2 separate regions of the Ovis aries genome follow, and region 1 is linked to region 2. A link is a contact called in public Hi-C data. All regions are on one chromosome and are shown on one strand. Each heading gives the region's core, a stretch centred on a gene start, on an enhancer-like site or on the middle of the called end of the contact. The rest is flanking DNA. Distances are from core to core; before and after follow the strand shown. Region 1 has its middle 38 kb from the start of TLR10. Region 2 has its middle 270 kb from the start of TBC1D1.

Region 1 (5,928 bases), core at 1,097-3,596, 520 kb after region 2:
GTCTTTCAAGGATAAACTGAAGACTGAGGAATAGGTGACCAATATCTCTTCTAATTTCTTTCCTTTTCCTATTTAACAGTCCATTTAAAACCTCAACCTAGAAATGGGAATTTAATGCAAAGTACGGGTTAATGGTTTAGTTAAGGCCCTCAAAAGAGATTAAGGGAGCTCAAGAAATTGTGCGGGGCTTCCTTGGTGGCTCAATGTAAAGAATTCACGTGCCAGTGCAGGAGACACGGGCTCCATCCCTGGTCTGGGAAGATCTCACATGTGGAGATCCACATGCTGCCTCTACACCTGTGGCCCCTGAGCCACAATTATCGAGCCTGTGCTCTAGAATCTGAGAGCTGCAACTTCTGAGCCCATGTGCTGCAACTACTGAAGCCTGCAAGTTGCAGGGCTTATGCTTCACAACAAGAGGAGCCACCACAATGAGAAGCCCTTGAACCGCAACTGGAGAAGTGAAGCCGCTCAGTGTCCAACTCTTTGAAACCCCATGGACTGCAGCCTACCAGGTTCTTCCATCCATGGGATTTTCCAGGCAAGAAAGCTGGCGTGGGTTGCCATTACCTTCTCCAGAGTTCATCCCAACCCAGGGATTGAACCCAGGTCTCCTGCATTGTAGGCAGACGCTTTACCATCTGAGCCACCAGGGAAGTCCAGTAGCCCCTAACAGCCACAACTAGAGAAAAGCCCAAGCAGAGAAAGGAAGACTCAACACAGTCAAAACAAGATTTAAAAATAAAAAAGAAATTGTCCAGATGGAGTTGCAAGCAGAAAGAGTCATTAGACGTGTAAATGTGCCAACGTAGGGGCTTTTTTTGTTTGCAGATTGGCCTGTGAGCTCTTTGTGGGCAAGACCAAGGTTCTGCTCACAGAGATAGATCCAGGACCCAGCAGTCCCCAGCTGGATGAGCTCTGTGTGTGGTTATAAATTGAGTTATTGGAACTTTTAGTGGATTAAAAAAGGTCACAACACCTTGGCTCATAGTAAGGCATTCAACCAGTATCTCTTCACGTGGAGTTGGTAAACAAAAAGCACTGAGGCACAACAATTTGGACCCAGAGTTTGGGATTCAGAGTCAGATAATCCCAGAATCAAATCCCAGTTTTGCTTGCTTCTTTTTGCATGCCCTGAGCCACTCCTCAGTAAAGGCACTACCTCACAGGATTGCCATGAGATGGCATGAAATCACACATGCGAAATCTACATTAGCGATTACTGATGCTTGCTCAACATTACCTGGGGCCAGAGGCTGTTCTAGGGCTTTCCACTTGATCCTCATACAATCTGAAAAGGAAGGTGCCTTTTTTTCCCCCACATACTTTATTTACTTGGTTGAAAGCCTTCTATGGTCCATAAAATGTTTTCTGTAGTTGATCTCAACTTTGTTCACACTGATCTCCATGAGTCAGATACTGGTTTTCTATGCTCAGGACTCTACTCAGGGTCTGCCATTGCCAGTTGCTTTATTTCAAGATCAAGGTTAGCACTTTCATATCAAATCTTATTTTAAATCCTTCTCTGTCAGTTCTTTCCTGGATTCTAAACTTTGCATTCCTACATGGAACCAGCATCCTAAATCACCAAGATAAATCCCTTTCCTCCGATATCATGTGATCTAATTCCACCTGCCCCTTCCCGGGACCACTAGGCTCCAGCACCTTGGCTGTGATGCCAACTGGGCACCTCCTGCTCTACCCTCAAGGAAAGTGCCTTTAACCATGCCCACCCCCCTCCCCACCCCCCCCCCACCCCCCACCATACAGGTGAGGACGCTGTGGAAGAAAAAGGTAAGTCAAGTCTCCAGGGTCATTCAGCTAGTGGTAGCGATTCTGTGAGGCATACACAGCCCATAATCTTAATTAAGGGAGCTACAGGTGCCACATGTGGCTAGAAGTACTCAGAAAAGGGATGCCATTATTATTGCTTTCCCGATGGCTCACACGGTAAAGAATCTACCTTTAATGCAGGAGACCCGGGTTCAATCAGTAGGTCAGGAAGATCCCCTGGTGAAGGGAATGGCTACCCACTCCAGTATTCTTGCCTGGAGAATTCCGCAGACCGAGGAGCCTGGCAGGCTACAGTCCATGGGGTCACAAAGAGCAGGACACGACTGAACAACCCGCACAGGTATTATTATTGCAGTCGCCATGTTTGAGGAGCAGAGAACGCGAGTCCCCACAATTGCTCCACAGCAGAGCAGTAACCCCAGGGCCTCCACACTCAGACCTGGGCTGCCCTGGCTGGTTTGCCCGGTTGCCTTCCCCAGGGCCTGTCCTGGGCAGCCACACCCTGCATCCTCACCACACCCTGTGCTGTGCTCTCACCACCCCAGAAGTTCTGGCCACACCCTGTCTGCTCCCGGAAGGTAAACAGGGCCACCGGAGAAGGGTGGCATTGTTGTGCCTGCGGTCTTGGCCCTGGAGGCCCAGGGCTCAGGCTTATAAATGCCACAAATCAATAAGCAGTAAAAGTCAGAACAGAGGCCCTCTTGAACTTCAACTGACCTCCGCTTCCAGCCAGTTAGTCATGAGAGCAAATGCTCAGGAACTGATTTCAGGAGAGAAAACTTCCGCATGGCCTCTAGTTAACTACCTTGAAGGAAGGGGTTTGCAGCCTGGAGGAGGTGAGGGGGCATTAAGTTCTGGGGGAAAGGCAAGCAGTCTCCCAGTGTCACTCAGAGCAGAAAAAACTGCCCTGGTCCCAGTGAAATTTGCAGTTGTGGAAGAGTGCAAGACACTTTCTTGCCCAGAGCTGTCTGCATGACTAGGTTTCATTACAGCAGCTCAGACTGATTGATGGAGGGCTTCCTGGGCGCCAAGCACTGTGTTTAATCTTTACCTGCCTTAACTCACTGGAGGTGCTCAATGACCCTAGGAGGTGGATTTATTATCTTCATTTCACAAATGAGAAAACCATGGTGCAGATAAAGGGTAAATAAACTGCCCCAGGGTTTCTCAGCCTCTATGAGGCAGATGCTAGAATCTGAACCCAGGCAATCTCCCGGGTTAGACAGTCACCTCCCTGGAGGCTGGCCTCGGGGATTTCTCTCTGTGTTTCCCCTCCTCATTCAATTTGAATCAGAATTCTAATACAAAGATATACACAGAAAAGGATGACTTGGAGGGGCTGTTGAAGGTCCCCCTGAAACCTGCGAGGGCTCCTCAGGGGCAGCTGGGGAATGTGTTGGATGTTGGAGAAACATGCATCCCAGGGCCACCAACTCTGTTGCTGTCCCTAGATGAGAAGCCACCAGTTAAGGTGAGGCCCCTCACCTGATCTTTGCTGCAGATTATTTTGAGGGTGGAGGGGTCATCTGGCTTGGGGATAGACCTCTCAGAGTTATTTCCCCAACATACAACTTCTGCCAAATCTGATCTCCTGGTATTTCTGTTCGTGGTGCAGGTTGAAGTTTGGTTTTCTGTAGTTGTTCCTTGGAGCTAATTTCTTGCAAAGGATGTGACAAAGGTCACTAGAGAGAAAACACCTGGGCACAAGTTTCACAAGGGCGAGGCAGCCTGCACAGCATGGTCTCTCACCTTAACAGTCTAAAGTAGTGGGGTAGGACTCACGTGATCAAGGCCACCCTGAGAGCTGGGGCTGAGTGTGGTAAGAAAAAACCCTGCCTCAAGTGTCTTTGTGGCTTATCTGCTTGGGGTTTTTGCAGGTTTGCTGGGTTTGTGGTTATCCATGCCCCTGGAGGAGAAAATGGCAACCCACTCTAGTATTCTTACCTGGAGAGTCCCATGGACAGAGGAGCCTGGTGGGCTATAGTCCATAGGGTCGCAGAGAGTCAGACACGACTGAGTGACTAAACACACACACAGGGCTGTTGGTGGCTCAGTGGTAAAGACTCTGCCTCCCAGATGAAAGGATAAGGAAGTTGTGATACATATACACAACGGAATATTACTCAGCTATAGAAAAGAATGCATTCGAGTCAGTTCTAATGAAGTGGATGAAACTGGAGCCTATTTTGCAGATTGAAGTAAGTCAGAGAGAGAAACACCAATATAGTATATTAAAGCATATATATGGGATTTAGTAACGACAGCCCTATATGCAAGACAGCAATAGAGACACAGATGTAAAAGAACAGACTTTTGGACTATGTGGGAGAAGGGGAAGGTGGGATGATTTGAGAGAACAGCATTGAAACATGTATATTACCATATGTAAAATAGGTGATCAGTGCAAATTCGATGTATGAAGCGGGGCACTCAAAGCCAGTGCTCTGGGACAACCCACACGGATGGGGTGGGGAGAGAGGTGAGAGGGGGGTTCGGGATGGGGGGACACATGTACACTATGGGTGATTCATGTCAATATGTGGCAAAACCCACACACAATATTGTAAAGAAATCACCCTCCACTTAAATTAACTTTAAAAAAGAATCTGCCTGCCAATGCAGAAGACATGGGTTTGATCCCTGGGTGGGGAAGGTCCAGGGTCACTCAGGTAGTGGTGTCAGACAGTCACCTTCCTGGAGGCTGGCCTGGGGGATTTCTCTGTGTTTTCTCTCTCATTCAATTTGGAATCAGATTTCTAATATCCAAGTATACACAGAAAAAGGATGACTTGGCAGAGCTGAGGAGGGTCCCCCTGAAACCTGCAAGGGCTTCTCTGGGCACTGGAGAATAAGCAGGATATTGGAGAAACTTGCATCCCCAGGGCCATCAGTCCTGTCGCTGTCCCTAGACTGAGGAGCCTCCAGTATTCTTCCCTGGGAAATCCCCATGGATAGCGGAGCCTGGCGGCCACAGTCCCTGGGGTCACTAAGAGTCAGACTCGACTCAAGGACTAAATAACAACAGTAATGCCCATTGCAGGTCCTCCAAGAAATACACTGGATCATTCCCTTGATTACTTCCACGTATTGGGTCATTGCCTTGATCAATGCACTAAGAACACTTCAAGAATGATACACAACATTGAAGATCAGGGCTTCTACTGAAGGGTCATGCGTTGTGGTTCTCAATAGGGGAGGCATCAGGCTTTAAGAGGGAACCCAGAATATGTGGACTATGGGCGCCCCCTGCTGGAAAGGGAAAGCTAGAACTCTGGAACTTGAGTTCAGAGCCTGAGGTCTCCTGGGGGCTCTTGGAGCACCTCTGATCCCCTCAGATAGATGACTCTTTTTCTTGTTTTACCGAGATTCAATTGCATGAGAGTAATGGAAAGCAACATGGCTTAGTGGTAAAGAGTGTGGATTCTAGAGTTTAGACAGTCTAGGTTCAAACCCTGGTCTGCTGTTGCTGTGTGACTTTGGGTAGATTATTAAACCTCTGTGTGCCTTACCTTCCTCATCTGTAAAATCAGGGTGATAATACTAGAGCTTACCTCACAGAGCAGTTACAAGATATAAATGAAGTAATATCTTAAACATGAGATAATAAATGAAGTAAAATATGTAAATGAGTGTTTTGTTGTTCAGTCGTTCGGTCCTGTCTGACTCTTGCAACCCCATGGACTGCAGCACGCCAGGCTTCCTTGTCCTTTACCATCTCCCAGAACTTTCTCAAACTCATGTTGAATGAGTCAGTGATGCCATCCAATCATCTCATCCTCTGACGTCCCCTTCTCCTTCTGCCCTCAATCTTTCCCAGCACTAAGTGTCTTTTCTAATGAGTCCGCACTTCGCATCAGGTGGCCAAAGTATTGGAGCTTCAGCTTCAGCATCACTCCTTCCAATGAATATCCAGGATTGATTTCCTTTAGGATGGACTGGTTTGATCTCCTTGCAGTCCAAGGGACTCTCAAAACCCTTCTCCAACACCACAGTTCAAAAGTATCAGTTCTTTGGCGCTCAGCCTTCTTTTTGGTCCAACTGTCACATTTATGCATGACTACTGGAAAAACCATAGCTTTCACTAGATGGACCTTTGTTGGCAAAGTAATGTCTCTGCTTTGTAATATTTCGTCC
Region 2 (6,192 bases), core at 101-2,600:
CCTAGCCCTGCCTGAGAATGAGGAGAAAGTTGATCTTGAAGGATGGGTTAAGGATGCCAGGAGGGTGGAAGAGTCTGGAGCTTGCAAAAGAGCTTTGCCTGAGAACAATGGCAAGGTTGAGAGGTTTTCAGAGCAGGGAGTGAAAACTAAAGAGGGCAACGTGGACTATCCAGTTCTCAGCATGCAGCTGAGATTCCAGTTTCTCAAGAAAGGAATTTTTCCTTTCTCCAAACTCTGAGAACCCTTGAATCTTTGTATCAGGGTCTCCCAACACTGTTTATAGACCACAGATCAGGTGATTGACATTCATTTTACCAGGGCAGATGTGGGAAGACATTTCTTGTTGCTTTTTCCTGCATAGACTCTTTGATGAAGGCTGTTGTGAGTCTTATCCTTTATGGGGTCAAGCCTCCTTGGAGAATGAAGGAGGGTGATAAGCCATCTCCCCAGAAAATGCATAGTTTTCCACAAAATTTCAAGTGTTTTGAGAACCATCCCCCATTCGAAACCCTCCCACACACTACAGATAAAGAACTGCCCGCAACCCCACCTGACCTCAGACTGTGGATCTGGGGATTGGAAAAGCCTAGTGTGGACACAGAGCTGCACGGGGACTGGCCCTGATGTGGGCGTTCAGCTTAGAGACTCTTTGAGTGTAGTTCACCTACAGACAGAGCTCGGAAAGGAAACTGAATCCTTTTGCAGAAGGCTTCAGCAGGGCCGATACTAGCATGAGGCAAATGAAACCTTTGCAGTGGGTGTAAATCATAAAGGAGAGGGTGCCAAACAATTCAGTAACGAGATATGTAATATTTTAATGCACTTTAAAAAGTCAAAATAGATGCAAAAATCCATGATGAATACAGTTTCACAATTTTCCGCAAAGATGGGATGTACTGTACTTGCATGGCCCTGCCCCTCTTGCCCCACCCTCATCCCAGCCCCTATTTGGAAACAAGAACTGCACAGCCTTAAAGTCCCAAACTTGTATTTGAATAAGACCTTGAGTGTCAGTATCTGGGCTTCCCTGGTAGCTCAGTGGTAAAAAAACCTGCCTGCCAACTGCAGGAAACACGGGTTCAGTCCTTGGGTGGGGAAGAATCTCCTGGAGAAGGGAATGGCGACCCACTCCCGTGTTCTTGCCTGAGAAATCCCATGGACAGAGGAGCCTGGCGGGGTCACAAAAGAGTCAGATACCACTGAACAACTAAACACTGAGTGTCAGTAAGTTGATGCCTGGACGCTGCTGAGGTGTTTCTGTGAACACTGATTGATTCCTTGGCCAGGCTTAAGCCTCTCCGCCTGCCGGCCCACGTTGGCCCAAGGAACATGTGTTGGCAGTGACTCAGACATTCCAGCAGGTGGCACTCTTGCTCCAACCAGGTCCCCTGAAAAGGGGCGTCTTAGCCAAACTAAAGGGATTCAAGCTAGTTGCTTTTTGCCAGTTGTTTTTTGAAGGGCCAGGAAGAATCCCGAGCAGGTATTGTGGGGGTAAAGGGAGGTGCTCTATAAAGAGGATTGGAGGAAGAATCTGGAGAGCCAGAGCAAGGTAGAGCCTTATAACAGGCTGTGCTTCTCTTTAGCAAGCGAGGAAAATGAGAATTTCAAACCTCTTTCTGTTCTCAGATGCAGTATTGACACACGTGGCACGGGAGAGCAGAACAGGACGAATGGTTTTCTGTGAAGCATGGCCGGGTGGCAAGAGCTCCCTACTTACCTGCAGTGTTGCTCCACTTGCCAGCTGTGACCTTGGACACTGCAAGCCTGAGATGGTTCATCTTTAAAGGGGGATTACTGCAGCTGCCCTGATGGAGGGTTGTTGGAGGCTTGCTGGAGGATTAAAGAAACTGATGACCAAAAGGCTACTAGTACCAAGTGCGTGTTCAGTCAACTCGCTGCTGCGATGGACTTGTAGGCGAAGGCTAAGCAGCGAGGTTTTGTGGCCTTCCTTGTCTGTCACATTAATTTAAAAGATGACCTCAGAGTGACCCAGAGACATAACTTGATAAGGAACCATGGCTTGAGCAGAAGCAGCCAGAAGAATTTCCCACCTGGATCGAGTTTCACAGGTGTGATTTTTGAACCAGGAAATCAAACTGGGTTCTCTGGCAGTACTGTCTCACCCTCAAGACCTGGGAAACGTCTGACCACCAGGTGACAGGTCCCACTTAAGCTGTGCATTGTTGCAGAAAGTATCCATTTACACATAGGTATATCAGAGCCTTCCCATGAAACCACTGTGTCTCCCTGCAGTTCTGAAATCCTGACCTCTCAAAGATGCCCCCAGATGAACTGTTCTCCACTAAGAATGAAATAAATCAGTGATGGTTCCTTCTTATTGAAGCTTACTTCATGGCAGTTACTTTAATAAGTACTTTACATGCATTCATTCATTTATGCCTGGAAACCAACCAGAGAGGTAATCAAACCAATTTTACAGACATGTAAATTTAGGTTTGGGGCTTCCCAGGTGACACAGTGGTAAAGAATCCCCCTGCCAATGTAGGAGATGCAAGAGACTCGGGTTTGATCCCTGGGTCAGGAAGATGCCCTGGAATAGGATATGGCAACCCCCTCCAGTGTTTCTTGCCTGGAAAATTTCATGGATAGAGATCCTGGTGGGCTACAGTCTATGGGGTCGCAAAGAGTTATACATGACTGAACACACACACACACACAAATTTAGATTTAGGGAAACTCAGTACTCTTGCCTGGAAAATCCTGTGGACGGAGGAGCCTGGTGGGCTGCAGTCGGACACGACTGAGCGACTTCACTTTCACTTTTCACTTTCATGTATTGGAGAAGGCAATGGCAACCCACTCCAGTGTTCTTGCCTGGAGAATCCCAGGGACGGCGGAGCCTGGTGGGCTGCTGTCTATGGGGTCGCATGGAGTCAGACACGACTGAAGTGACTTAGCAGCAGCAGCAGTACTGGGTCAGGCTTCCCTGGTGGCTCAGATGGTGAAGAATCTGCCTGCAATGCGGGAGACCTGGGTTCAATCCCCGGGTTGGGAACATACCTTGGAGGAGGATATGGCAACCCATTCCAGTATTCTTCTCTGGAGAATCCCTGACAGAGGATACTGGCAGGCTGCAGTCCATGGGGTTGCAAAGAGTCAAACACGACTGAGCAACTCAGCACAGCACAATACTGGCTCCTTCAGCCAGGAATTGGTATAAACTTAGGTCTGACTTCCAAATCTATCTATGTATCTATCAATCTATCCATCAATGTATCTATCATCCATTTATTTGATACATTAAATACTAACTATTCTGATCTATTAATTAAAGCAAGTTCCTCTGAGGCACTGAGGGCCTAGGGAAACGTTTGTTGGTCTCGATTTGAGGCTTCTTTCTTGAACATATAGAGATAGTCATAGCTGTATCTTTGCAGATACATATATACATAACACATACAGGTGACTTTCTAAGGAGCATGTTCTTACTCAGAGGCCCCGTAGCCCAGATGACAGTGCACTCTGGTGTCAGCTACTCTTCAGAGAGTCCCTGGAGAGAGAGTTTTGTGCCATATCCTCTTGTGTGGGAGGACAACCAGACAGAGTCAGTCTCTGCTCCACCCCAAGCTTCCTTCGAAGGCACGGGCAAAGCTCTTTGGATTGAATGGTCTCATTTTTCAAAGGGAAACTGCCGGATAGGAGAGGAAGTGTCAGAACAACAAGATCACTTTGACCTGGAAGAAGGAGCAGGAAAGTGAATGCCGTCTTCCCAGAGGAGAAACATCACCGGCCATCATAAGGGGATCTGGCTTCCCAGTTCCTAACTGGAGAAGACGGCTCCCTGTCAAAGTGGGGGCATGGGGGGTAGGGAGTGCAGAGGTCTCTGTAAATACAGCTCTTGGAGTCCGTTTCGGAGCTGGTGTGGACAAGTGAGAATTACCACCTATAGCATGCTTTTTCTCCTCACAAAATGCAGTTTGTTTACTCTATGTTTATATTATAGCTCAATTCAGATTAATTTTCTCTGTTATGGGGGTCCCTAGAGAATCTACTTTATTAGATTAAGTGGATTTTAATTAGTCAATTGGAAAACAAGTTCTTCTCTAGGACTTAAAAACTGTTGTCAAACTATCTCAATGAGAAAGTGGTTGGCTTTATTTAGTCACTTAAAAAGACAGCCACTTCCTGTTTATATTACTGACATTAATTCCATCTTAAAAGTCGATGAGGTTTAGGAATTAGGAGAGAGGAAAAAAATAGTGTACTTTTCTTTGCCACGCATAAATCTTTTTGTTAAAAGTCAAAATAGTATAATCAAATGTGGAATTGTGACGATTTGTTAGGAAATAGATGTACTGAAAGACATCTTGTGTTCTTGAACTGGCGCATGGAGATGTAGAAAGGCCTGGAGGGACCAAGTGTCTCACTTCTTCATCCTCAGGCTTTAGCACAGCATCTGCAAGTGGTCCACATTCAACTCATGTGTACCCGTTGGAGCTAAAGTCCAGCACATAGAGCTTCCTTTATTTGATTCTCTCAAATGGGAAAGGGCTAGACTTCTGCCTCTTTCATTCTCTGTCAGCACTTGCTCCCTCCTCGGAAGGCAAGCACAGGAGCCTCTGCTCAGGTCTACCTCCAGAGGAGACAGGGCCCGGGGAACAGACCACTGGGCTCATTCTGTATCTGTTTTCATATTGACAGGGGAGAAGGACCAGACCCTCAGCTAAGCTGCAGGGCAGACAGCGTGGAGTGGAGGCCCTTTTATTGAGCACCTACCTCAGTGTACCAGGGGTTTTATTTATTGTCTCTTAACAGCAGAACGGGCTCCCTCTGTGGTTCAGTGGTAAAGAACCCACCTGCAGTGTGGGAGACATAAGAGATGCCGGTTCAGTTCCTGGGTTGGGAAGATCCCCTGGAGAAGGGCATGGCAACACATTCCAGTATTCTTGCCTGGAGAACCCCATGGACAGAGGAGTCTGGCGGGCTACAGTCCATAGGATTGCAAAGAGTCGGACACGACTGAGACAACTTAACAAGCAAGCAAGGAGCATAACAGGACCTTGTTTTACTTATCATTCTCCTGACGCAGTATATCACAAGCTCTATTTATCTAATTTATTCTTCCTTTGGGTCCTCACAAGGAAACCATGAAGCTGCTATCATCACTCATTTGATCTCCATTCTAAGAAGAAGCAGCCAAGTCTTGCAGAGTCAAGTAACCTGCAGCAGGGAAGGATTCGGACTGGAATCCGAGACGTTATTATGGAAGCTCTTTACACAAGGCCTCTCTCAGCAGCAGAGACCCAGCAGCCAGTGGAGGAGCAGGGCCCAGCCTAGAACGGTACCCGGTGTTTGCGTATCCAAACAGGGGCACATCTAGGGAACTGGAGTGTGATAGTTGATACAGCAAGCAGACTGCCAGAGAGCTAGAAAATGAAACTGACTTGGGATTGAACAATCAATTGCATATTTGAATATTTTTTTCCCCTCCACGTCTACCCACCGGAAAGCCCTAGAGTAGGAGGGGACCTGAGAAGAGCTGTCAGGGCGGAAGACATTCATTTCTTTCATTTGCATTTATTCTAAGAGCCTTATCTAAAGCTCCCTAGATCTGCTCACCCCTCTTATGTGGGAAGATGAGTCTCAGGCTCTTCGATTAGAAAACCATTTCTGTAGGTCAGAAGAGCCAAAGGACTCCAAAGTTCTTTTCACATCTTCAAAAAGAAAAATTCATTTCTAAGTTCAACACCCATTACCCTTTCACTGACTCTAATTAAATTTCCATTTATCATCTTTTGACCTGGCTTGTGTGACCCTGAAAATAGTCATGAATGCCTTGTTAAGATGTTCATTTCCTGCCTTCTCCCTGATCCTGTAGGCTATGAGCTCTCTGTTTCATCCTTGTCCCATCATATGGGAATCAGGTGAGGAAGAAGAATCTTGGTTCCCCAAGAAGGGCTTGAGTAGGAGGATTCAATGGCACCATCATGAAAATAGGACCTGTGGGGAGGTGTAAGGGACGCAGTCCTTTCCCTCAGAGGACTCAGTATCTGGTGGGAGTTGTACAGGTCACCATTACGGGGCATGATCGAGGGCATGCCTCAGTCACCTTGACACTGATACTGGGAAAGACTGAAGACAAGACAGGAGGAGAAGGGGGCAACAGAGAATGAGATGGTTTAATAGCATCACCGACTCAATGGACAGGAATTTGAGCAAAATCCAGGAGAC

The links. A called contact is a pair of places that touch in the nucleus more often than the background predicts.
Region 1: a Hi-C map of tail adipose tissue shows a contact between it and region 2, with 10 times the contacts expected there. The contact joins two enhancer-like sites. A contact is called at or near these places in 11 of 16 Hi-C or Micro-C datasets (blood, hypothalamus, mesenteric adipose tissue and 5 more).

What each region holds. Positions count from the first base shown.
Region 1 is chr6:58,698,970-58,704,897 of ARS-UI_Ramb_v3.0, forward strand. It overlaps a transcript of TLR10 not described here. Among named protein-coding and RNA genes, the nearest start is that of TLR10, 38 kb to the right of the region's middle. Within about 2 kb of position 2,347, at least 20 of the 54 cell types and tissues checked have an H3K27ac peak or open chromatin away from gene starts, as enhancers often do.
Region 2 is chr6:58,181,876-58,188,067 of ARS-UI_Ramb_v3.0, forward strand. No RefSeq gene overlaps it. Among named protein-coding and RNA genes, the nearest start is that of TBC1D1, 270 kb to the left of the region's middle. Within about 2 kb of position 1,351, at least 30 of the 54 cell types and tissues checked have an H3K27ac peak or open chromatin away from gene starts, as enhancers often do.